Regions from separate parts of the Mus musculus genome. Here regions 1 and 2 are each linked to region 3. A link is a contact called in public promoter capture Hi-C data. All regions are on one chromosome and are shown on one strand. Each heading gives the region's core, a stretch centred on a gene start, on an enhancer-like site or on the middle of the called end of the contact. The rest is flanking DNA. Distances are from core to core; before and after follow the strand shown. Region 1 holds the start of Adamts14 (a disintegrin-like and metallopeptidase (reprolysin type) with thrombospondin type 1 motif, 14). Region 2 holds the start of Tbata (thymus, brain and testes associated). Region 3 holds the start of Nodal (nodal).

The links. Promoter capture Hi-C pulls out the DNA fragments that hold promoters and counts their contacts.
Region 1: a contact with region 3 is called in a promoter capture Hi-C map of liver, with 2.5 times the contacts expected there. The contact joins the promoter of Adamts14 here to the promoter of Nodal in region 3. A contact is called at or near these places in 8 of 39 promoter capture datasets (the 3T3-L1 cell line, cranial neural crest, embryonic stem cells and 4 more), 1 of 15 datasets of contacts at CTCF or cohesin (embryonic stem cells), 10 of 484 Hi-C or Micro-C datasets (brown adipocytes, cardiomyocytes, cortical glia and 5 more) and 2 of 115 datasets of contacts at active chromatin or transcription factors (both in embryonic stem cells).
Region 2: a contact with region 3 is called in a promoter capture Hi-C map of liver, with 4 times the contacts expected there. The contact joins the promoter of Tbata here to the promoter of Nodal in region 3. A contact is called at or near these places in 18 of 39 promoter capture datasets (the 3T3-L1 cell line, 3T3-L1-derived adipocytes, HPC-7-derived erythroid cells and 11 more), 1 of 484 Hi-C or Micro-C datasets (Kupffer cells), 5 of 115 datasets of contacts at active chromatin or transcription factors (embryonic hindbrain, embryonic stem cells and stem cell-derived neural progenitor cells) and 5 of 9 other capture datasets (adipose tissue, embryonic stem cells, liver and 2 more).

The regions. Positions count from the first base shown.
Region 1 is chr10:61,272,141-61,274,840 of GRCm38.p6, forward strand. It overlaps Adamts14 (a disintegrin-like and metallopeptidase (reprolysin type) with thrombospondin type 1 motif, 14), which reads right to left and starts at 1,279. Exons shown (of 22, transcript NM_001081127.2): 1 at 1,016-1,279. The coding sequence starts at 1,097.
Region 2 is chr10:61,170,635-61,173,334 of GRCm38.p6, forward strand. It overlaps Tbata (thymus, brain and testes associated), which reads left to right and starts at 1,330. Exons shown (of 10, transcript NM_001017433.2): 1 at 1,330-1,398.
Region 3 is chr10:61,416,715-61,419,414 of GRCm38.p6, forward strand. It overlaps Nodal (nodal), which reads left to right and starts at 1,258. Exons shown (of 3, transcript NM_013611.5): 1 at 1,258-1,781. The coding sequence starts at 1,586.

The sequences.
Region 1 (2,700 bases), core at 29-2,528, 140 kb before region 3:
TCTGCACTGTCCAGCCCCAAGCAGGATAAATATAGAGCTTCCAAAATAAAAAGAGACACAGGGGGTGACCTGCCCACTTGGGCTGACTTAAGTGTGAGGTCATGGCCCCAGGCTGTAGGCCATTTGCCAGTGGGCCCCATCCTCACCCGCCCCAGCTTTCTCCCTGTGAACGGCCAGTCAGAAAAGACAGCTCATTGGCTTCCAGGCCTGGTGATTCATGGACACAAGTTGGAAGGAGTTTTCACTCTCCACAGTTCCGTTTCTTGCCTCCTCAGCTCGCAGCACTGATAAAACACACACAAAGGAAGGATGCACCCTTGAGATCCCCCAGGACACTGTACTCGGAGTATGGTGCTCCTTTATCTCTTAGCTGGACAGCTAAGATTGCAGAACCCAAAACTGCGCAAGACCGGTCCCACTTGGGCACATGAACCCTGTTTGGAAATAACTAGAGCCTTTTCTTGTTTGCCTAAAAGCACCTGAAGGGTACCCGTGCTGTGAGATGTGTGTGGTATGTCTCTGCTCTCTTCCTGGGAGACGGTCTACAGTGTCTGAGGATGCTATGGAGGAGAATTAGGGTACAAACTTCTTACTGGTCAGAAGCAAGAGTGCCCACAGTTTTCTTCTATGGGAAGCAATCATCTGTTAGCCTGATTCTGTGTGAGACATCTTAGACATGCACACTCAGAGGCGCACGTGCAAACAATCCCACAAGTGGAGACAGGGCATTGAAAGATCAATGGCGGAGGGTTGGGGTGGTGAGGGGAAGGGTGGGTTGTGACTTTTCTTCACTGGAAGAGTTCCCAATCCTCTCCTGCAGGTCACACTACCTCCAGTGACAGGAAAGGGACAGGGATTACTAGAAGCAGCCAAAGCTAAGCAACTCAACCCACACCAGGCGCACCGCCTTCCACTCCCCTCGAACTCTGCCTGGTTGGCTCCTGCATCCAGGAGCCACTCTGGCCGCCAGCACCCCCAGAGACCCCACGTCCCCGCGCGCCCGGCCCGCACGCACCTGGGGTCTGACTGCCGGCGGCGGCACAGAGCGCGCAGTACCAGGGCAGCAGGCAGTGGAGCAGAGCTCGGAGCCAAGCCATGTGGCTGCGCGGGGACGGGGACCTCCAGGAGTCAGAGTCCCGGGACTGCCGGATCGCAGAGCAGCCGGCAGCCTCCGCCTCCTGCTGGCCCGTTCCCGGCCCCCCAGCACGGCGCCCTCACTGTTGGCTCCAGCGGCGGTAGCTCAGTCCGCCCGCGCTGTCCCGAGCCGCAGGGACTCGGCGAGCCGGGCTAGGGGCGCGGGGCGGGTACACGGGCGGGGCGGGGCGCGCGGCTCGGGCGGGGGGCGCGGGCGCCGGGGGCGGGGGCGGGCCTGGCGAGCTAAGGCATGCGGCCCGGATCGGAAGTGCCACGCGGAGCCCGCGCAGGGGCTCCCGGCGTACGGGGTGATCGTCCCTTCAGACGCCAGAGCTTTCCGGAGTCACGGCCTGATCCTCTTCCCATAGCCGCTCCTCCCCGTTTGCAGGCTCTGTGACTACTCCAGAGCCACCGCACCCAGGAGTGTCCCCATTGAATTTTGAAGGCGCAGATTGGGAGCTTCCCCCTCCCCTGTCAGGATGCCCAACTAGCTCCTGACCCCTTGAATCGTCCCACTTTGCAGATGATAGCGCTGTGGACTGTCAGGTCACAACGATATGAGGGGGTGGGGGGGCTGCAAGGCTTTACAGCCCAACTGCTCGTATGGAAATCCTGGTGCTGAGTCTCAGTTTCTTCATCTGTGGCATAATTGTTAACCACAGCACGCAAAAGATGAACACCCAGCGTGTCCACCCCTGTCACAGTACTGAGCACGGTAGTGCAAGGAACACAGCGTCCACAGGCTGAGCAGATGCTGTCTTGGCAGCTCGCTGAGAACAGTTCCACAGTCAGGGCCCAGAGCCCAACAGAAAACCCCATGTTCTTGCTTCACTTTACAAGTATGTCCTTAATAATTTGCAATGAGACTCGAATTCAAACTACTCACAGGTGGAAACTTAGAGCAGGGAGGATCTGATTGGCCTTGCTATTTTGATTTTGTTGTTGTGTTTAACTGTGGCTATGGCTTTGAAATGATGCTGGGGTCTGGGGTGGCCAGCTCATTTCTGAAGTCAGCTCAGAGAGCTGATACCCATTATACTCCAGGTAACATGGAAGCACTCAGTTAGAAATGTCACCAACCAACCACCAGATGAATAAATGTTAAGTCTTTCTCTTAAAGACCTGTGAGGTCATGACAAGGTGTGTGTGTGTGTGGGGGGGGCTGTGTGAAGCTGATGGGACAAGAAGTGGGTCAGTATTGAAGGAGAGTCAAGGAGAAGACCAGGCTGTAGGCTACAGAGGTTCATCCCCAGAGCTCTGCCAATCGAAGTGGTTCTAAGATAAGGGCTTGACTTCCCAGGACCTCAGTCTTCCAAGCTGTAAATTGGGAACAGATGTGGCAAGTGACATAAGGATAGCTCACTTGCTCCCTCCTGAGAAGCCATCCCAGAGAAGATTCCTTTAGAAAGCCCAGGCACCCTGGCCAGATTCCAGCAACTCCTTCCTGCCCCCAACAGAGCAAGCCCTGAAGAATAGACTTGTAGCTCCGACCCCCTGAGTCTGAGTCATGAGCTGTGAGCTGGGGCCTTCCCTGGAACCAGCCTTGGTAAAGAGAAATTAAAACCT
Region 2 (2,700 bases), core at 80-2,579, 250 kb before region 3:
ATCTTTTAAAAATAATGATAAAACAAATGAGGATCTACCCAGCACACTGAGCTAATGACCCAAGAGTGTCAGGGAGCCAGCTAAATCTGTCCAGTGCTGATACTGTAGGTGTGACAACACTGTGACCCAGCTTTTCTGTTTGTTTTGTTTTTTTGACACGAGGGTTCTGGAGGTTGAACTCATGCCTTCACGCTTGCAGGGCAAACACTTTGCAGACGAAGCCATCTCCCCAGCCCCCCTCTTAGAGTATCTCCAGCATGCACATCATTAGGCACTCTACTCACAACAATCCATTTATTCTTCAGAGCAAGCCCGGAGTAGGCGACAGCACTCGTTCCCCAGCCCCAGCCTACACAGTAATCGGTAAGAGATCAGATTTGAAGCCACATAGTGTTGTAAGCACTTTCATGCGTGTTAAGTCGATTTCCAAGGGACAATAAGTGGGGACCCCATTTCAGCCCTACCAGACCTGAGCCCCTAAGAGTAATTAATACCCTACCCCGAGCCTGACCTCTTGAGCAAAATTTTGGAAAAAAAAATGCAGATATGCTAGAAAACTGTATATAATGTGCCTAACTGGTTAGATTTAGATGAAACTTGGGGAGATTGTAGAAAATAAGCATCCACTATTCCTATGAGATCAGGAACTTGGTTTTATAAACATTTATGTCATTCCTGTGTTAGCAGGAACTCTGATAGGACTAGAGGTATGAAGTTCAGAGCCTTTGGGTAGACTCTCTGAAATCACAACAGGATAAATGGCAGAATGGGATTTTAACAAGGTGCTTTGCGCTCCATACCCCTGGCAACACAGGCATTTTAGCTAACTGAAGACCTTAACCTTCCCTCCCTGCCAGCCCTTCAAGTGAAGCCACAGGGACCCACCAGATCCTATGATTGGGTTCCTCTTCTCTACCTAAGAAATAAATAGCTCCCTCAGGACTGATCCCAAGAATCAAAGCTCCCAAAGGCTCAACTATGCACAGCAGCATCGACCTCTGGCAAGCTGGCAAGACCTTGGACAGATTTTCACCTTCTGACTGGTTCGACTGGGTAGTTAACCTACTTGTGTGGGTCCGTACTGGAAGTGCTTGGATAAGAAGCAGAGGAGGAATTTCAAGGGATAAGAAAGAGTCCTCTGTGAGCTGTCTGCCTGCCCTACCCCCAACTCCCCAGGAAGGGGAAAGATGAACTCCACAGTGGTGGGGGAGAAAGGTGTTGGGCTATGTTCTGGAGTTGTGGGGAAGGGGTAACCTAGCAACCACTGGGCTCAGCATAGTCACAAAGCAACAGGTTTGCCCACAATTCCGACAAGCCTTACCCTTGATTAGTCTTCTTCTCCATCTTGGTCAGGCACCAGGGGCTTCTTGCTCATATGCTATAGTGGACATCTTCCTGGTGAGTTCAGGGCCCTCTCAGGAGGGTAGGGAATGAAATGGGATCTGGCTCCAGGTGACAACAAAGGAATTGTGGGGGGATAAGAGGGTTCCTGTGGTTACATTGGTGGCTCCCTTCAGATCTCTTGTAACTGACTATCAACGAGCCCAGGATCAGAGGCAGGGGAGGGCAGGGATGGGCTGCAGTGACCTCATCTGTCTCTCTTCCTAGGTCCTACTGACCCTTGTAGGTGGGTGTTGATTCTTAATCTTATTGAAGAATTTAATGGCTCATGTCTAACATTCATGAAGAAAAAAAATCAAGATGCAAGTATACTCGTACATCTTACATGTAGATACTGCTTCAGACTACTCCCATGACCACTGCAGACACATACAGGCACGGAGGCATGCACGCATGCAGACACACACACACACACACACACACACACACACACACACACGAATTTAGACCTAAGGAAAAATGGATTTCTTGCTGTTGTAATGGTCAAGAGTGTTTGAGAGTTTCTATTCTAAAGAGCACTTTTTCCTGTAGGCGGGTGGATGAGGGACTTTCAAATGCCCTGTCTTCAAGCATGAAACATCCAAGAACCCCAGCCCCTACCATCAATGATACATGCATGGAGTTTCCTGAAGAGGGAGCCCTGCTCACTCTTTTTAGACAACCGATCAGCAGCCTGTGAGCCAGATGACTATGCTGGCCCTTGACTGTGCAGCCTCAAATGAAGCCAACCCATCACCTACTACTAACCTGATGGTGGTGGCACCGAGGCATCTCAGAGAGCCTTGCATATCTGTGGTTCCAGCACCTTTCTCAGAACTCACTTGCACCAGGTCCCCAACGCTTGCATAGGGCCTGTAGATTTAACCATAATTCTGGCTTTGATATCTGTCGTCTTTCATCCATTTCTTTTCATTGGTTTACTTACAAATGCACTGAGCTGAGTAAGAGCCACCTGCTCAAGGACCACAGCACCACCACTAACTCATCTCCTGTGTGCTCTCCTCCTTGTCCCTAAAATGCCACTAGGGAAATGTCCTTAGTTATTTTATTGTTTGATCTCATGTTTGTGATAATTCTGTTTGCCTGGGAATTTGTGTGTGTGTTTGGGGGTGGATGTGTATGAGTTTAGGTATATGTATGTATGGGTGTGTATGAGTGTGTGGGTATGGTGTGTGGTTTTTTGATGTGTCTGTATGTGTAGATGAATGTGTGAGAATGAGTTTGTGTGTGTTTGTGTATGTGTATGGATGTATGTGTGTGGTGTGTGGTGTGTGTATGTGTGGCAATATATTGTGTATG
Region 3 (2,700 bases), core at 8-2,507:
GGCTTGAAGGGGGCAGGGTGGGGGTGGGGAGTAACTAAGAGAAAACTAGTCATGGAGGAGGAAAACATGGGGGCGGACTTTGGGACAGGAATTTACATTTCTTTAAAGGTAATTTCTATCCCGCCTTCCCTTTTGAAAACACAAAGGCTAGGATCTTTCCATCCTGCAAATTCTCTTCTCAATGGCTCCCTTCCTAAGAACTCAATCATTTATGCAGCGTGAAAGAATGACCACCCCTTGCCCTACCACCCCTTACCCTAAGCCTTACGCGTATGGCATATTTGTTACATTGAATTTCCTCATAAACAAGAAATATGACTGAGGACAGTTACTTTGAGAAAAACCAAAGACATTTAATTCTGTCTTGGGCAGACAAAGTCAGCAGGTCTGGAGAGTGACTGAGATGTCCCAGGGCTCTGCCCCGCAGGCAGGAGATGCAGCCAGCAAACCTCCAGCTTTTCTTTTCCACCTTCAAAAACTCCCATAGCAAGCAGGTAAGGACCTGTCACCCTCAAACCACCAAGAATCAAGATTCCCTATAGCTGGGCCTTCAGCTTCCAGTAATTATTCCCCTTGCTCCCCAGGAGGGCACTTTGGTATTTGAAGCTGGCATTTGTCACCAAGAACAAGGTCCCTAGAGCTCATCTTTTGTTTTGTTTTGTTTTGTTTTGTTTTTCGAGACAGGGTTTCTCTGTGTAGCCCTGGCTGTCCTGGAATTCACTCTGTAGACCAGGCTGACCTCGAACTCAGAAATTCACCTGTTGGGCTGGTGAGATGGCTCAGTGGGTAAGAGCACCCGACTGCTCTTCCGAAGGTCTGGAGTTCAAATCCCAGCAACCACATGGTGGCTCACAACCATCCGTAACGAGATCTGGCGCCCTCTTCTGGAGTGTCTGAAGACAGCTACAGTGTACTTACATATAATAAATAAATAAATCTTAAAAAAAAAGAAATTCACCTGTCTCTGCCTCCCGAGTGCTGGGATTAAAGGTGTGCGCCACCATACCCGGCTAATCTTTGTTCTTTCAAATTCTCAATAACCCCTAGTTACCTAGGGGCCTTGCCAATGAAGGATGTAGCTCAGGCTAGCCTGGTGCTACCCAGAAGAGAGGACTGGCCCCTAGCCCAGCACTCCCTACCTGTTTTTGGATGAACTGGAGAGGACCGCGAGGGGTCCAGAAGAGGCAGAGTAAGGAAGCCATTATTGTGGTTCTGGGGTTGAAGCCAGCCAGGGCTCCAACACACCTCTAGCTCATCAAGCTTCACTCGGAGCAAGCCTTAGCCCGCTGTCTCAGCAGGGAGACTTCCCGAGGTAGAGGGGCAAGGTGCGGGGCGGTTTAGACTCAGAGTCTGTATGCACCCCTAACTCCCCCCCCCCCCCCCCGCCACAATTTCTCTGTAGTCTTTCTCAGCACATCACACCTCCCCTCAGCAGGGGCTCCCCTGCCCTGCCCCTCCAGGGTGGTTATAAGTTCTTAACCTATAGGTTATAGGCCTCTCCGGAGGGAGGGAGGGAAAGGGGCGGGGCGGCGGCGGCTCAGATATAAGGGACCCTGGTGTTGTTTGCGGGTCCAAACAGCCCACCATGAGTGCCCACAGCCTCCGCATCCTTCTTCTTCAAGCCTGTTGGGCTCTACTCCACCCGCGCGCCCCGACCGCGGCCGCTTTGCCTCTGTGGACACGGGGGCAGCCCTCGTCACCGTCCCCTCTGGCGTACATGTTGAGCCTCTACCGAGACCCGCTGCCTCGGGCGGACATCATCCGCAGCCTCCAGGCGCAAGGTAGGCTGCAAGCCTGGCCTCGCCAGCACTTAAGGGCTCACGGCCGGGAGGCGCGCGATGGTTGCAGCGGGGACTGAGCATCAAGAATCGTCCAGAGACTGGGATTAATTGTTTCTCCGTGGGCAGGCTCAGCACAGCGCTAGTGGCGCGATCGGAATGGAACCAGGGGCCACCGCCTTTCCGGTCGGTCCTACCTCTAATGGTAGAGGGTAAAAAGGGTAGGGCGTGGGCCGGATTGCGCCACTGAGCACCTGCGAGTCTCAGTTTGCCCATCTGTAGTTTAGAAATCGTAAGACCTTTTTGATAGACTTATAGAAGGGACTAGGTGACAACGCCCCATCTCCCCCAGAAACGCTCTGCCCAGAACCGGGCGTAAAATAAAACAAGTCGTTACTGGTTTTATCCCGGTTGCAGCAAGTGACACCAGGAACTAGGGCTCAAAGATCCGAAATTAGAGATCGGGTGTAGAAAGTCCAGAACTCAGGCAACTCTCGTGGTTGGGCGGTGTCAGGTGTCCTTGGTGACCAACAGGCTCGGAACCTACTTGGATCGAGGTGTTCGTGTGTGTGTGTGTGTGTGTGTGTGTGTGTGTGTGTGTGTGTGTGTGTGTGTGTGTGTGTGTGTTTGACCCAGCGACCTGAGTGATGCTCACCAGAGTAGGCCGACAGGTGGGTGCCCAGGAGAGGGAGTTCGGACTCAGGACTACCTTCCTGGGCGCAATCAACATCTCGCCTCTTGGGCAGCTTGGCCAGCCCGCTCCTCTGTCCTCTGGGGCCAGACGGCCCTCCGCGGGACCCGGACGCAATCCACATCTTCTAATCCGGTCTGACCCGCCGCCCGCCGGCCCTCACGACCTGGAGGCGGAGTCCCTAGTCCCCTGCCTGCAGCGTCTGGGCTGTGACTGCCGGTGACCCTCTCT